2 separate regions of the Triticum aestivum genome follow, and region 2 is linked to region 1. The links are chromatin contacts, called in public Hi-C maps. All regions are on one chromosome and are shown on one strand. The core of a region is the stretch at or near the end of the contact, and the rest is flanking DNA. Distances in the headings are between cores, read along the strand shown. Region 1 holds the start of LOC123070276 (AMSH-like ubiquitin thioesterase 2). Region 2 holds the start of LOC123065503.

What was found. Hi-C and Micro-C count contacts between places; a contact is called where the count stands out from the background.
Region 2: a contact with region 1 is called in a Hi-C map of leaf, with 6 times the contacts expected there. The contact joins the promoter of LOC123065503 here to the promoter of LOC123070276 in region 1. A contact is called at or near these places in 2 of 5 Hi-C or Micro-C datasets (both in leaf).

The regions. Positions count from the first base shown.
Region 1 is chr3B:444,728,877-444,732,693 of IWGSC CS RefSeq v2.1, reverse strand. LOC123070276 (AMSH-like ubiquitin thioesterase 2) reads right to left here and starts at 2,529. Exons shown (of 9, transcript XM_044493393.1): 1 at 2,420-2,529; 2 at 1,374-1,420; 3 at 972-1,272; 4 at 771-860; 5 at 592-668; 6 at 386-460. The coding sequence starts at 1,387. LOC123070275 (putative exosome complex component rrp40) reads right to left here. Exons shown (of 11, transcript XR_006433582.1): 11 at 3,276-3,688.
Region 2 is chr3B:445,398,109-445,401,929 of IWGSC CS RefSeq v2.1, reverse strand. It overlaps LOC123065503, which reads left to right and starts at 2,414. Exons shown (of 2, transcript XM_044488766.1): 1 at 2,414-2,752; 2 at 2,978-3,821. The coding sequence starts at 2,451. The coding sequence ends at 3,275.

The DNA.
Region 1 (3,817 bases), core at 1,280-3,779:
ACAATAGTTTTATATTGGCTGCAGCAATGGCCACAATTGCAGTATATTATTAAGTGGTGGAGGCTATATTCACGCTTTTATTCACAGTAACAGTGGATATTCAATGGTAACCATTATGAATATATATCTTAAATATTTATGTTCTTACCTCCTGTGATAAAAAAATTCAAAAAATAATGCTAGTTTCAAATCAGAAGACAGGAAATTCAGATTACACACCCTAACTTGGCACTAAACACTGGATACACTGATACAGTTTTATCTCATCATACCTAATGTTCTTAGACCATATGATGTAGGCTAGCCATGTGTATTTATTTCATTTACAATATTAAACCAACAGAAAACTGAATTCGATGAAGTATGGAAATGTTCAGATATCTACATGTATCCACCCTGCAGGGTAAAGTGACTGCTCTGATAATACGGCGTGTATCTCCTCCTCGTTAGAAGCTTGACACTGCATTTGGAAACAGGCAGATTCATATAGATAAATGGAAGCAAGACACATTAAAGTAAGATGACAAATGATATGTTAAAAGGTAAAATGACAAATTAAACAAAATAATGTCTTTTTTCCCCAAACCATACAGTAACTGACATACTGAGTGAGCAGTTCCTTCTTGCTTTGGAATGATCAATGTTGTCACATAGTAAGTTCCATCCCTCTGCAAATAAATGTAAAAAATGAAGATGCAAATGTGAATATAGCAAGACTATCAGTGGTCACATTGGTAAATCTATCTAATTCTTCTCCCAACTGCACTTACAAATGAAGCACCAAGAATTCCACAGGTCTCTAGATTATTGCTTGTATTCTCCTTTGCAAGTTCCATGAATTCGTCTGTCAATCTCACTGACTGCAAGACACACATACATCAGCGATCTTATCTAAAACTTGACTGTCTTCACATGCTCCTAGGAAGCGCACACACTCAGTGAAGGGGATGAGAAATGAAAACAAAACGTACTATTTGCATGTCATGCAAATTGTTAGATGCAGAAGACTGCCCGAATGAAGGTGTTGATTGATCATCCACGTATTCAGTATCATGGCTAAAAGGAGCATCGCCAAAGCTAGAAAGGTCTTCTATCCAAGAAACTATAGGAGATGGAAAGTGGTGCTTCACAGGGTAGGCACCGATATCGCGATCCATTGTTGTTGGCAGATTAGATTGGTAGTGGGTGATCTTTTTAGCATCGGCAGTATGGAGATACATCGTTTCACCAGGTGTTGAACGCGTCCTACATTTTCTGGTAGTGTTTTCAGATCTGCCATCAGCATCACATGTCAAAATGTTATGAACTCATAATGTTGTAGCAGAACTACAGTTGAGATACAGAAAAATAAGAGACTAGCTGGTATGGTATACCTCCCGCAACTCATGGCTGGGGGCACTCAGCGGGACCTAATTCCAACCTGGAAATTGAGAATTGCCAAACAATTAGGAACAGAGAAAAGAGTGACAGCATTTTACTCATTTATTTTAAAATGTAGCAGCTTCAGGAGATCCCAACAGCAGCAGCACGTGGCGTTAAGCATCAGTTAGTCAAACTAAACAGATTTGCTTTTTTCAATCCTAATAAAAAATGATCAACATCATCTAAAACATATAAAGTAGTGCTGCCATAGACCATGAACCACTGCTCAAAGCCTCAAACTCGCGATCAATGGGATAATGGTAGTGACCGTGGTCACTTGTCGCTTTAGAGGAACAAAAAAAACGTAAACACCTACTCCCTCCATTCCGAATTACTTGTCACAAAAATGGATAAAAATGGATATATCAATAACTAAAGATATGTCTAGATACATCCATTTATGTGAAACAAGTAATTCCAGACGGAGGGAGTACATAATAATTAGTCCGATACTCGGATTACAGATCAGCTCAACTCGACATACTCCCTCCATCGACAAATACTACCTCCGTCCCAAAAATAAGTGTCTTAGTACAAAGTTGTACTAAGGTCAAGACACTTATTTTGCGACGGGGTCAAGACACTTATTTTGGGACGGAGGGAGTATAAGATATTCTAACTATTTCCTGAACCGGATGTATATAGACACGTTTTAGTGCGTTTGTTCACTCATTTCAGTCGGTACGTAGTTCATATTGAAATATCCAAAAGACCAAAACATCTTACACTATTTGTGAACAACGGAGGGAGTACCAGCAACCACCGAACTACCAAACATGTACAAGGACAAGCTACCACGTTGTCAGCAAAAAGAAAAGAAAAAGAAGACAAGCTACCACCTCGCCGAAGGAGACTATCCTTATCTTCCCCCGGCCGGGGCCGGGAAATCTACTAATCTCTGTCTAAGAAATTCGTGGGCAGCCTGCCAGACAGCTAGGGAAAAGCAGCCGCGAACGCACGGAGAAGCGAGGTCGGGAAAGAGGGAAAGGGCGCTCACCGGGAGTAGTCTGGACTGGAGGAACTTTGCTGGAGCCGAGGGGAAGCCGAGGGGGGGGGGGGGGGGGGGAAGAGGGAGGGGAAAGGCGAGCAAGCGATGGGCGCGTGATGCTGATGCTCTTGTGTTGTCCGACGCGAATCGAAAGCCGCAGCCGCGGCCGGTTTCAGAACGAGATTGCGTGCACACACACGTCGCCGTCAGAGGGGCCGTGCATGCCATACACATCATCGTCCGTCGCACAGAAAAGAAAGGAAGGGATTTAAAAGCGAGACAGAATTTCATTTCAACTATATAAAAAAAACGAGAGAGAATTTGGGATAAGGACGACAAGTCCGAGGCCCGGAAGGTGCCGACGGGAAGCAAAAAATGCATCAAGAGAGAGCGCCGTGGCTGGCGGTGCGTTGGGACTCCGTGTCCCGTGTCTGCGTGTCGGCTGGGCATTCGGGCAAGCGGACGGTGCCGACCTGCCTGTGCATGGCGCAGCGCGGGACGGAGAGGGTGGACAGTTTTTTTTTTTTTTGAGCTTGGGTGGACAGTTTGTTGGGGAATCGGGAGGCGTCACGTTTGCGCGCTTGTGATCTGCAGGAAAGTTTCAGGTGATAACGAGACCTAGGGTATACGGGTTTTGGGCCGTTGGATCTCAGATCCAACGCATCTAAGAGGCTGCTGTACCTGCGCGCAATTCCTAAACTTTTGAGGGGCTTCTTTGTAAAATGTTCCAGAGCCACCTGCGAGCCGTTGGACGATCGCATCTCAGGCGCGGGAGCGAGTGTCTAAAAGTTGTAATTGCCGGATCAGTACAAACCAGTTCTGCTACGTTTTCGTGTCAAGAAACGTGAAATCATGCGCCATATCATTGAGCAGGACTTCAGCTGATTTTGCTTACAGAGCTCAGTGTGATAGTTTCACACCATAAATTTATAAAATATAGGAGTAACATCCATCAATCATCTTCTAATAGAGCAGCACACGCAGCCTTGTGCAAATCTCTTACAGTAGCATATTACAAAGCTAAGAAACCATGTATCCGCAAGTACAACATCCACCCGGTGATTTAGAACGTTTACCAATCAACCGGTTGCTTTAGCCCCTGCATCATCAAAAAGCACCAACCACTTTAACGCGTCTATTTTACATGCCATCCCATCTACTATTCCTTGGTAAGGTGCATGATAATGACTAGCCATCTTTCCAGTTGCAGAATCATCTGCCGCGTTTGACAAACAATAATTCAGAATCCTTTTACAGTGCCTGATTATGTCCTGCTCCCTGCAAGGGAAGATGCAGTCAAATTTTCCAACACTTCTCAATCAACAACAGCAGACATGAAACATGCAGTGCAATCTTCTCCTTAACCCAGTGGAATAGATTATGATATCGCTCCGTGATGAAGCAATA
Region 2 (3,821 bases), core at 1,165-3,664, 670 kb before region 1:
TAATCACAAGAGCTCGAAAGAGGCAACATATTGGCGCATATTGTCCAAAATTAAGCCACTGTGAAACCTTATGCATGATCATTTCTTTGGCATAATCCTATCACGTGACAATAAAAGTTTCAACATGCAATGATTGAACAAAGTGCTTGAGAGCCTTGATGATAAGACACTCGTGGGTGTTTTAGCGAGTTACTCTAGAATCATGTTATCTTTACGTACCTTTCACTCCCTAATTTTTGTTTTCATTGCTCAAGAAAGAAAAGCTCTTCCAAGCATTCACAACAAGCAAGTGTTAACTAGAAGAAATAGAATTGAGATCTACTTAGTTATGTTATCTAGTTGAGCAAGAAATTTGCGTTGATTATCTTTGCTTCATTAACACTTGCATAATAACCATGTCACCGCTATAACTATACTATGTTTTCAGGTCAAGAAGCGGAGGGCTATCTAGGCGTACCTATCATAAGTGAACGAAAACATTCTCATTATTTCGGTTTAAACAACTGAGTTCTTTACGGCTTGGATTTCTCTCTATGTTGCTCGAGGATGATCAAGTTTAAGCTTGGGTTTAAACAACTGAGTGTTATTTTTACGCTCATTCAAACCTTATTTTAAATTGAGACTTTTCTTCAAACCGAGGTATTCGCTCAGATATCGCCACTAATGACTAACGAATGCAAATGTTTCCAAATATCTGATCTTTATTTTGTTTCCATAGAAAAAGGGCTATTTATGGACGAAATCAAACCAATACATGAAAAGAAGTAAAGAGGAGATAGAAGAGATTAAATGGAAGGTGCACAAGATAAGCTAGAGCAAAAAAGGGCGTTCCATACAACCGTGAGCGGTCGTATGGCCTGCTAAGGGCACTCTCTTATCCGCCGCTACAAATACCATGAAGGAGCCAATGCCAGAAACAACACAAATCGTCGCTGAAACCTCCATCTTCGTCATCCACAACAACGCTAGCCACCGTCATTTCCCATCCACATCTCCATAGCCGCCACTGTCTCCACCACCGTAGTACTCAGCCAACTAGCCATACTTTGTAATTGGATATCACATCCGACATCCATTCTAGGACATATTATCAATCAATCAACCTTCATGATGTGTTCTTTAATGATTTCTTCGTATGATCTGATCTTCATGTGTGAGTAGTTCGGTAAGGTCATGGTTGAGGCATAGCCCTACAACCCGATGTATTTGTTGGAGGGATCATGAAGTACTTTGAATTATCATCACATATGTGTAACATAAAATCTCTTCATAGTTGTCTCTTGTCTTGTTCGTGTTCTTCATCCATGTAGGTACCTAGGATCATGGAGAACGAGCCACTGAGAGGCTAAGCGTAGGGAGACTGTAATGTGTTATTCTGAACACCGATAACAAAAAACTTTAGTACGGTAACACAGAACCTATGTTTGAGGATATAAGATGTGTAGTCATTAAACATCCAATGCTTTTGTCTGATTTCTATCTTAATAACCGGGTAACCCCGAGCGTCGGATAGGGCGTTCGGTTGGACAATTGACTCTTGATACAGGGCGCGCGTCGGCCAAGACGTAATTTGGACACATCCCCTACTTCGATACATATCAAGTACATCTCGATGTGTGACTTCTAGGGCACAAATTAAGATCATAATGGTCCCGTCACAAATATATGGCTTTAAGAATAAGTCCTCATGCCCATGCTTATTTTTATTATAAGAGTTTTGAGTGTCAACTTGATTTTGATTCGGTCAAAAACTGAAATTAATTCTCTCGTAGAAGCTTGGTAGAAACTTTGCACCTTCCTCTCGTGGGTTTGATAACTTAGAGTCGGGTTTGATAACTTAGAGTCATCTCTGAGAGAAAAAGACGAGAATCATTTCTGCTCCTTTACTCGATCATTAAAGGGACTAATCACCTCTCCCCCTTTTTTCCTCTTTGTTCATTCTCTCTCACTCTCTACGATGCGCGGGAGGGGTGGGGACAAAGACCTGTCGGTGGTCTCGATATAGACATGCACACGTTCGCCAGAGGGGCCTTTCACAGCGAAACTTTGTTTCTTTGACGTGTCTCCTGAGGCTGCTTTAAGATCCGTGTTTTTCAGGGCATGAACACTGGAAGCATTAGTATACGGTGGTCTCATGCCCTCCATGTAGGCTTGTATGTACGGAGCCATCACTTTCTATAATACCACCCAACGAAAGCAGCAGCAGCATGTGGGTCCCATGTTGCTCTCTCTCTCTCTTACTTTATCCATCCTTTTCTTCCTCATTCACACACGCATCAGCCAGGACACAAACGATGGGCTGCTGCTAAGCCAGACCTTTTTTTTTCTCTAGCTTTTTCCTTAAGCACCCGCCTCTTCCGCAGGCAGCACTAGTACACTGCGAGGCAATCCTTCCTGACACCCGAACCTACGTGGTCTGCGGAGCACCCAGTTGAGGCGACGCGTTGGCCATGCCCTCATCTGATGGCCAAAAGGTAGTTCGCTGCGAAATCTCCCCTAGCAGACGTTCGCCGATTAACGTTTCCCAAAAGAAGAGCAAACCTAGTGCCCGCACGAGCTCGGGAATGGCCAAGCTCTCCGGCCGGTCCGCGAGCCTCCGTGCGGCGCCGGCCTCCTCCCACGAGCGCAGCAGCTCCGCCTGGATCTGGGGAGGCGGTCGTGGGTTGTGTGGTGGCCGATGGGGCGCGGCCACGGGGGGCGCCGCCGGTATGGATCAGACGGAGGCCGTGGGTTTCGCCAGAGATGAGATGAGGTGAGGCCCGTTACGTTCTCCGGCGCCGCCTGTCTCCTCCCCGGAACCAACTCCGACTCCGAAACAGACTCGTGCTCCCGTCTACACAAACGCTCTCGCGCGCCCCGCCCCGCCCCGCCCCGTCCGCGATTTGGTTTCGAGGTGTATGAGCTCTATATATCTAGATTCGCCCCGGCGCCCACAAGACCAGATCGATTGCGCTGATCTTTTCCCTCCGGTTTGTAGGATGTCTAAGCGACGACGCCGGGGCGAGGAGGGTGAGTCCCGCTGCCATGACCGCAGCGGCAACAAGCACAAGAGCCTCTATCTGGTTCTAGACGACTGGCACAGGGGCTTCACCATCCGCAAGCTTGACGCTGGCAGCCCTGACCTAAGCACCCCTCCTGTCGTCCGGCTAGTGTCACCTGCGCGTAACCTTACCTTTCGAACTCGAAGGCTACTTCGACGCCGAGCTAGATGCATGGGTTGGGCTACACCCAGATGGCTACATCTGCTCCTGCCAAGTTCCCTCCCTCAGCAGTAGCAGCAGCACATTGCAGCAGCCCAAATGGAAGATGGCCGAGGAGCACAGGATGTGGAGCCCATGGCATCAGTTGGCTAGAGGGCGAGGGCCTACTCTCACCTACATGGAAACTCCAGGTTTTTCCTTGTTGATTGTGTGGCTGCCGATGGTTTAGGTTCCAGGATGCTTTTGGTGACTCTTGTGGCTGCGTGCTCAACATGACCACGTTTCGTCTCAGCTACGATCGTGAGGGAAATCTGCAAATCAAAGACAGGAAAACTACCTCCTGTTGCGTGTCTAAGCAACTCTCGTCCTTCTCCCCAGTGGCCTTCTGGATGTAGCTACAGCCAAGGAAATTGCTCGTGCTGTTTTTTATTTATTTAGCTGTATGTCATGCATACTAGCTATGTTCATCGTCCTATCTGTAAATTACTCCCTCCATTTTTCTATATACAAGGCCACTTTGTAAATTGGGTCCAACTTTGACCATCGATTTGAGCAACAAAATATACAGAAAGCATTGGCATATAACATATATTTTGTTGCTCAAATTGATGATCAAAGTTA